2 separate regions of the Gasterosteus aculeatus genome follow, and region 2 is linked to region 1. Evidence: chromatin contacts called from public Hi-C data. All regions are on one chromosome and are shown on one strand. Each heading gives the region's core, a stretch centred on a gene start, on an enhancer-like site or on the middle of the called end of the contact. The rest is flanking DNA. Distances are from core to core; before and after follow the strand shown.

Region 1 (4,609 bases), core at 1,266-3,765:
TCACATGAGAAAATGTACTGCATTTTATAATAAATGTATAGCAAAATTCCGTAGCCTATTTGAGGCCCTCTTGCTGAACTGTTGATTTCAGTATCACAAAGTAAAAGGACGTGCATTAAAGGAATCCCCATGTATACGAGAACTTTAAGAGGAGGGGCGCCTGGTCACCTGGGTAGTCCCGGGGAGAGTAGGCCCAAGCAGCACACTTTCACTTTAAAGCTCCCCCAACACGTAGAGCCATGAATCTGAGCTTGCCCAGGGGTAAGAGCGACCAACACTAATTAACAACAGCCGGATCAAAGGTCAAGTCTGTATTTTTGTGAGAAAACAACGTTTTTCAATTACAGTATATATCAGCGTGGTGGCGAAGTAATACAACTTGCAGTACTGTGGGCAGGTTTACTGCAAACACTAAATTGCATCTTTTAGACATCTGTTTTTCCGGCTGTATGAAGAGCTTTTAAATGAGATGAATTTTCTTTATTCAACTGACACTGTAGATATGATGACAGCCAAACAAAGTAAGACTTTTGATGCAATGTACAGCTCCATTTAGGCACAGAATTGGTGTTCAATGAAAATGTTCAGCTTTGGTCCATGCCCATACTAAGCTTGGAGCAGGTAAGCTCTCCCTCCGTGCAGACCCGAGGGCCATTCTCACACACTTTGATCCGAGCTCTGATGATGGGGAGGCAGGCACACTCAAGGGAAGAAGGATTCGGGGTAGGAGGAACACAGGGACTGACAGATTCTTTTGTATTTCTCTCATCCTTATGTTGGGCATCCCAGCAGAGAACATGCAAACCAGCGCTTTCTCTAAGGGGCTTCTTTTTTTGGGTGCAAAATGCTCAACTCTAAAGAGAGATCAGAGGAGAAGCAGGCTCATTGATAAGCATATAATGGCTCACTTAAAGAGAACATGCATTTTGCGGAGATGGGCGCATGGTTCAAACGGGAAGCTATTAGTCATTCTGTCGGCTCATTTCCATATGTGTTTCATTGTCTCATGGGCAAAGGCTGCTGCTCCTTCCTCGCATTTACTGCACTCACAGTGGGTCTAATGATATTCACACCTACGGCAAAAACGAAGAGCCTTGTATCTCTTTGTCTCCATATGAAAAGGCCTTTGAAAGGGGACAATGCGAAAGCACATTTCAGGTTTGTGCACCTTTCTTTGATGAGCTTTTAGTCGTGCTGTTCTGGAACAATATGAGCTTGCATCTCGGTTTTACAATTAATACATACTAAAAGTGAATCCATTAATGCAGAAATGTCTTACGTAAGGTGACAAGGAATGTCAGAAGAACAAATACTAGGGAAAAAATGGCTGTTTGAGTGCTTTTTTGTCTGTGACAGTCAGTGGCTTACTGCTCGAGCTATACTTTGAAGTTATGAACATAAGAAAAAGTGGTTATTCCTTTACTAAATGTACTTCTTCATACACGATCATAACACTATCCAGCCACCCATTTATGTCAACTCAAGTGTTTTGATCCTATTTAGATTATGGTATAGTTGTTAACTTAGTTTTTATTGACTTATTGACTTTTACATACTTTATTTTCTACAAGGTATTTTCCAGCTTTTACTTCAAATCAAGCAAAATTTGAGGTACATAGAGAATAAAAAAATAAGTTAGCATGATTAAAATCTAATTTAACTAACTATTTCTACATTAACAAGTCACTCCCGCATTCCTGAAATAGTTTAATAACCAAGCCAGAACTCATATCAAATAAATGCTGGTTTAGTTTAAAGTACAAATGAATAAATACATTCACAAATGAATTCATCTCTATTGTTGGGTTGAATTGCTTATCAGAAGACATTGAATTTCACTGGTCGTGTATGCAGTTAACATTTCTAGCCTTACAACATCCCCGCGGAGGCATTGTTGTCCTGCTCATAATCCACGTCGTTTGAGAAACGAGAGGTCACAGGCTCCCGCTGGGCACCGGATGCAAACACTGCACGGAGGTGATGAGATGAACTGCTGCGAGGATGCCAGATCTCTTCCCTTGTCACTGCATGTTCTCTCATCTGAGAATGTACCCACACAAAGTCCAGCTGCTGCCATCTGAATCGCACAGTCTCTTCTTGGCATCCTCAAGGGGAGAGCGCACAACACACCTGCCTTGTCACGTAGGAAACGTTGTGGCAGGTACGGGGATATTGAGGATCAACAGATGTGAAAGTGCTCCCCAAAGGTTGTTGCCATCTTCAAGTAGTCCTTTCACTTTCACACTACGGTGCAGGATATGGAGTTTGAGACGGTAAAGCAGTAGTGGATTTATTAAGTCTAAAAGCCTTCTGAAGAATTGCCTTTTCAAAATATCCACCTTTATATCCCGCAGGAGATTTATTTGACCAAGCATACAGGCCTTATCAAAATATCCCCAGCTGAGTACAAGTGCAATGACAGTACACAGGAAACTTTTACTCAGATATGCACACACATGCACAGGGGCATGAAGAAGTAAGGGTATATTGTTCCAGTTCTTGAGGCTATGGTCATCCTTAAGGTGCTTAATAGACCATGTCGCCCACAGTACCTGCCAGGCAAGGCTGGGAGGGGTGGAAGGTCCGGAAAGAGAAAGAGGGTCACCTTCATGTAGAGACAGCTCTGTCACACCGGGGCCATGAAGGGAGCCACTCTGCCACCCGATCCTGGCCCAGACAATACATGTCTATGGCCAGCCAAGCAGAACAACAAATCACCCACCTCCTCCAGACTTCAACCCTCCGAAAGAACAAAACAAAACAGCCTCCGAGAGACTTCAGGTACTAGATGAAAGTAGTACATCCTCCGTGAGGTAGCTGTATAATTGCTCACCGAGCTGCAAAATAATAATAGTTATTAAAAATGTGAACGTTTATTCTTACTTGAACACAATCATTTTCTTATTAAACATGCCATCGCACTAAAAACACTGTGGATATTTTCCAGAGATGTGGGTGCAGTCTTTTTAATCTTTACTTATCCACATATCAAAAGACAATTAGGACGACCACAGGACAAATAGTAGAAGCACTATAACATAGGCAAGCATGGGCAAAAGTTACAAAAAGAAGATTGAAATGTAGTCTGCTTCTTTCTGTGTAAGGGGATCTAATGTAGTCAAATCCCCGAGCCGCATTGCGATGTGCTGCTATCTTGGTCTGAGCACAGGTGCATTTCTAAATGAGGAGGAATGAGAAGGGACCCAAAACCCACCGACACCCCAAATGAAAGAGTGGGGACACGCCACTCAAGGTCACGCTGAATTGCAGGAGCATGGGCACTGCAGATTGATTGGGTGTACGGGGAGCAGCTGGCTGAGAGGAAACAGGAAGGTGACTGAGGGAATCACCAGGTGGCTCAGGTGAATTATCAAACCGTCCATCCATCTCGTTCTGTCTCCTGGGCAGACGAAAGGCTGCTTTCAAGTGGTCCTGTTGTGTGCGGCGTTCCTCTGCAATGGATTAACTGTAGAGTTGTTGCTGCGCTTTGATCCGATCTACGGGATGCCCCCCCTCTTCCCCCACCCCTGAATGGCCAGAGGATAATACAGCTAATTACAACTTTCTAAATGTGGAGTTCATCATGAATATTGATAAAGCATTAATTAGTTACTAAAACTGGGAATCCAATTTTCTTTGCACCCAATACATCACATGTTTTTTGAGCAAATTTAAGTGTACTGCATCACTTCGTAGGGATGAGTATTTATATTTGTTTGCATTAAATAACATAATCCAAAAGTCACAATGTTTTCGAAAAAATAAAATAAAAACAAAAGAAAACACTTGATTGGTTTCTTTTCTCTTGATCAATAGTAAGGAGCCTGATTAGTATCAACAGATTATAATCATGCTTTGAAAAGAGACCATCATGTGGGTCATTATGCCTGACGGAGCTCAATGCACACAAACACATACGCATCGCTCATGACTCCTTCTTCCTGAGGAGACAAGGACTCTGCAGAAATGGGTTCAGCACGTCAGAAGCCGTGATTAAGCAAAAGCAATGTGTATGCTTATCTTCAATAACTTAATAAATCCAGTTTCATAATGGAATATCTTCACTGCAGCGCTGAATGGGAAATCCTGTAGCACGGTTGTTCTTTTAATTGCCAAGTGCTCCGCTGTGTGAGTTCAGATGAAATAAAAATCCAATGCCAGTCAAACGAATGGCAGGAGCAAATCTTTTATAATATTTTCTTTTGGTATTCTACTCAAAGCATCTAAAAGGCATCATATACACGCCTAATCCGTTTTTGTTTAATCAAACCATTAAAAGTGACTCACCCCTGTGTTTTCCCCAGCAAACTCATGTCATTATGACATGGTGAATAAACCTTTGGGTTGTCTAGATTCAGATGTATGTGAAATGAGAAGGATAGGATATCAGTCCAACAATAACTGATTTCAATTTTAATCTGTTCTATGGTCCTTAAAGTTGCGGCATAATTTATACACGGAGAGTCTGACATTTACGATATCAAGGTCACTGGTTGACAATGAAAGAAGTGTTTAATCTGCCAAATTACCCCATGAAATAATCATTTCAGTAGGCCTACTTCATAATGATTTAATGCGAACATGTCATATCAATTTTAATTAACTGGAG
Region 2 (4,609 bases), core at 932-3,431, 69 kb before region 1:
TGCCTACTAACACCCTCCAGTGTAAGAATCTAATTATCTTTGGTCCATCGTATCGGAGAAGCCTATAACTGTTTCAATATTACACATCCAAAGGGGCTAAAATGGCTGAAACGGCAGAAGAGCCAGATAATGGCTTCTTAAATAAGTTTGCCTCTAAGAAAACATTCTTTAAAAAAAGACCAAGCTCTCATCTTGTATTCATTTCCCCAAAGAGGAACTTGGCAGCAGAGATAACCGACAAAGAACACACTCCATTACTTCATAAACACAAAACAAATGATTATTATATCAATGTTTCCCTCGTTGTGACACTCGGCAAGTCCAAAAGTCATCGTTATCTAAATTAGAAAACAAAACAAACTCACATGCATGCAATGACACACACACACACACACACATTAGCTTACCCCTGTTACTCTCGTCCCTCTCTTCCTTGGTTGTGGATTTGGTGGATGGGGGTGTGTCATCTATAAATATAGAAGAATAAATGGTAATTTACAGACGGGGGAGTGACACGTCGTTATCCACACGCACCATCAGGATGCGAAGGGCGTGACATCTTGTCAATTGGAACTGTTAGATGAGAAGATGGTGTTAAGTTAAATGCTTTTGGCAAGCCAAAGGCACAGCGCTGATTACTGTAACTTGGCCATCGTGCTTCGGCTGACCACGCTACAAGACCCTGTGGGGGAACTCACAGTCTTTCACGCTGTTTTGTTTTGTACCTGCCAGAGAGAGAGAAAAAAAAAATCTCCTGTGGGAAGGTGTAGAAGGAATGTGAGGCTTTGAAACTAACTCCAGAACGCAGAGTGAGACAAAAGCACCATTCCCTGTGAGAACGGCAGTTATTCGAACCTTTGAATAGGCTCCAGCCAGCACCGATTCAAGCCCGGGCTGATGGAGCACAATGAAAGGCCGGTTCTTGGCACAGTCACAGAGGCCCATCAAACAGGTCCAAACTAGACTGGGGCAGGGCTGGCATGATGACACAATGAGTCCCCCCATACTCATGGAAGACAACTAGCCCTCAGACCTGCTGTACCTGCATGGGGAAGCAGTTTATTTCTAATATTTAATAAAAAATGAGAAAAATAAGTAACTGAGTAACTCAATTGGATCTGTTGTATTTCTGCGAAACAATATGCATCCTTTCACTTTCTGTTCAAGCCATCTCTTATTCAGGACATCATTGCACGGCCGATTGTCAATAGTTTATCCCGATAAGCAGTATCTGGGAGTCTCAGGCCGTGTGCCAAGATGGCGCGGTGATAAGAGCATTATGCGCTGACAGTTGTGTTTGTGCATCGCCTGCCGCACGCTGCGCCGCGTTGTTGTCGCTCTGCTGTTTTTTTTGTCGCTCGCTCAAGGTGGTCTGAAGGCATTGTGCCCGTAAGCCGGATGAACAGAATGTTGTTTGTGTGGGTGTGGGAATTAGCTGTGGATATAAGCTCTAGTAATGTAATGCACCTGACATGGAAGTATTTTTAACTGCAACGTGTCAGGCTCAGGTTTCAACTTGTCACCAAATGGAATAAACATTCAATTTTATCTGCTGCATAAAACCCAGCAAATCGCTGTCACCAGTTGAGGCTACGCCACTCACTCAGCCTCTGTGCGCTTTAATGGAGGTGTTCAGGTGAAAAGGCAACCATGAAATATTCTGTCACTCACTTCCCTTCAGCTGCTTCCCTGTAACCTCCATGTCATTGTGTGGTGGAGGGGGAAGAACACAGCATGTCAAACCAGGCTATTTTATGATGTAAGACACAGCGAGTCATCACTACTTGTCGCCCTGATTATAATATTCGTGTATTCACACGGCCTCGGATCTAGAGTTCTACACCAACTGTGTATGTGGCTGTGTGTTTGGCGGGAGGGGGGGGTGGGGGGGGGTCCATTCATGAGACATTCCTTTTCCAATAAACCTGGACTAGGCTCAGCATAACTAATACGAAAATACTCCCGTTTTCCAATTGACAGCAGGTCAGGGCAGACCCTAAAATAAAAATGTAAAAATCCACTTTTGATTTACTCTCCTTTTCTTCACACGCCTATTGTGTGCGGCAGACAGAGTGAACTAAGGGTGTTTCCTGGGGGATGAGTTGGGTTTCACAGTCGGAGATGAGACCCGGGAAGAGAGAGGGGGGAGCTGTGGATGCCTGCTCACGGATCCTGGCACATCCCACAACCTCACACAGATCTCAACATGCCTCAACACTCCTTTGAGTCGGGCCACCTTCTATATATATAGCACGCGTGTGTTTGTATTTTAATATGCACGAGTGAGTGTGTTTGAGTCTAAGCAATGATTGCACTGTGGTTAACAAGCAAAAGCAAGCATTAGCTGTGATGAAAGGTTGTTGTCATCTGCTCTGTGGAAGTGGAAGCATCAGAGCTCCCAGTGGATCCAGCGACAGACTTTTCCTTTGTATAACACTGAATAAAAGGGTACAGTGCATTAATCTAACCCTGCTTGGGGAAACAAAGGACGGCCCGCTGATTTAACAATATAACAATAGTGCAAGGAGGGAAACGGAGTGTTATAGCTTCTGCCACATTGTATAACATTATTACCACTGCTCAACACTGCTGTCAGCCCGAGAAATGAATGTGACTTGGTCAAGAAAAACAATATATGGAAGCATTATTTCTTTCTATAACGGTGGTCCCACATGGGATTCCTACGAGGTGCCCTGCCTGATCTTTGGATCCACCAAAGCTATTGTATAATTAAGGGGACGATCAGCTGTGCAATTCTTTGACGTTTTGGTAAATATGCTCACTGGCTTTCCTATCGAGGGTTAAATGAGAGGAGGAATATCAGCTGAACCGCTAACTAATTAACATGTTGTATGGCCCGGCTTGTCCTCTGGTTGCCTGGCAACTTCAGGACAATGACAACATTTCAGGAAGTCACTGCACAGTTTATGTAAAGATTAAACAGCGCACATCTTAAATCGTGTAATTTAGCTTTAGCTGATACGTTTACATTTTTTTATTTTATTTTATACTAGCTTTTCCCCTAAAAACAGTCTATGTGTGCCATCAGTCCTCAAAGGGAACGAGCTATTCCTGTAAGTTATATTTTTCACTCACATGTTTGTAGGGTTAAGTTCTAAACCCGTATGAAATATGCTGTCTGGCCAATACTCACCACATTGATATGAACCTTGCAGGATATTTATTCAAGCAAAAACATGTGATCGTTTTCAACTAGGATGAGGAAAAGTGAATCCTCAATTCAAAGAGCTGAACCGACACTCTGAGCCCCTGTGCTGCTTTGACAATCACGTTGCTAACGCACCATGTTTTGTTTCCTGCCAAGAGGGAAGGCCTCCTGAAACACAGCTTTAATTTTCACCCCTCACAGGGATCCTGGAGCTCTTCATCTCTTCTTTCCACACATCACATGCGTGTGATAAAAACATGTGCATATCAGCTTCACTCCATCCGGAGCGATGGGGTGGGGCGGGAGGGAGGTGCTACCATTACGGCCATTTGGGGGTTTATGTCTCGGAGTGGGATTGGAAGTATGGAGTTTATTAAGAGCCATGTAAACAAATGTCAATTGAAGCGTCAGTGAAACATTTGGGGGAGAAGGCAGCAGCTCCTTCCTGATCTGTGGGCTGTGTTAATGTTGTCAGCACTGTGGCTGATTGAGAAGAAGAAGAGATGGAGCCCAGCTTGTGGGCAGCCACCCGGATCATATTAGTGAGGGATTGTACCCAGAATCAATTTCAACATGCTTTTACTCTCTGCAACCACAGCTGCCTGACTGCTTCGATGCTCGCAAATAATACGTGCCAAGGCAAGCATGTGGTAAATCACAATCTATGAACCAATCTGAATACCTAATAGAATCATGTCGTATGATTAATTGCATTGATTAGGCTCTGTCGAATAATGGTTATATTTTTTCTAAATACACAACCATGGTAATTCCTACAGATTGTGTGGCTGCAGTTTCTAGGTGCACGTATTAATTCAAATTATGCAAACGCTGATGGTCCTCTTTCACAGCTAGCGAGACTGTCATGGCACCTGTGAGATGTGTTAAGTTTATAGCTTTTCAAAGTAATAAATAGGTCATTATATCACTGGTTACGAGCTCAGTAGGCGAGTTGGGTAATGAAAGGTGAATAGCACCACAGAGGCAAGAGCTTTACATGCAGTTGCCGTGTGTGTGTTAGCCTATTTGTGTATTTGCATATTTCAGTTTTTCTGTTTAAGAGGCTTTAACTCTAAACAACTCAAGTACTCCTTGAGCTGGAATTCATTAAAAAGACTTTTGTCTCCGTGAGAACCATCATTACTCATCAAACAGCTGCTCTCCGGGTGACTCAGTTTGAACAAAGAAAATCAAGAGTCATTTGTTTAAATGTTTTACTCTGTGATGTCCTTGTTCAAATATGCAACACTTGACTAGGTGCAAGTCCTGTTTTATATGTATCGTTCTTTTGTGGCTGACGTTCTTGTGTGCAAGAGTGGTTGAGAATTCTTGTCAGCACAGCCCATTTTTCAGTTTCCTCCTTCTGCCGATGTAACAATATTTTGGCTCTCTCATAGTGAGAGCGTGTGGGAATGCACATTGTAATATTTCCAATTTCCT

Evidence for each region. A called contact is a pair of places that touch in the nucleus more often than the background predicts.
Region 2: a Hi-C map of skeletal muscle shows a contact between it and region 1, with 2.2 times the contacts expected there. The contact joins two enhancer-like sites. A contact is called at or near these places in 2 of 6 Hi-C or Micro-C datasets (both in skeletal muscle).

Annotation. Positions count from the first base shown.
Region 1 is chr6:8,267,412-8,272,020 of fGasAcu3.hap1.1, reverse strand. All of the region lies in intron 6 of macrod2 (mono-ADP ribosylhydrolase 2), which reads right to left. Among protein-coding and RNA genes, the nearest start is that of LOC144409524, 130 kb to the right of the region's middle. Within about 2 kb of position 2,515, at least 1 of the 9 cell types and tissues checked has open chromatin away from gene starts, as enhancers often do.
Region 2 is chr6:8,336,448-8,341,056 of fGasAcu3.hap1.1, reverse strand. It overlaps macrod2 (mono-ADP ribosylhydrolase 2), which reads right to left. Exons shown (of 17, transcript XM_040179259.2): 10 at 408-467. Among protein-coding and RNA genes, the nearest start is that of kif16bb, 62 kb to the left of the region's middle. Within about 2 kb of position 2,181, at least 1 of the 9 cell types and tissues checked has open chromatin away from gene starts, as enhancers often do.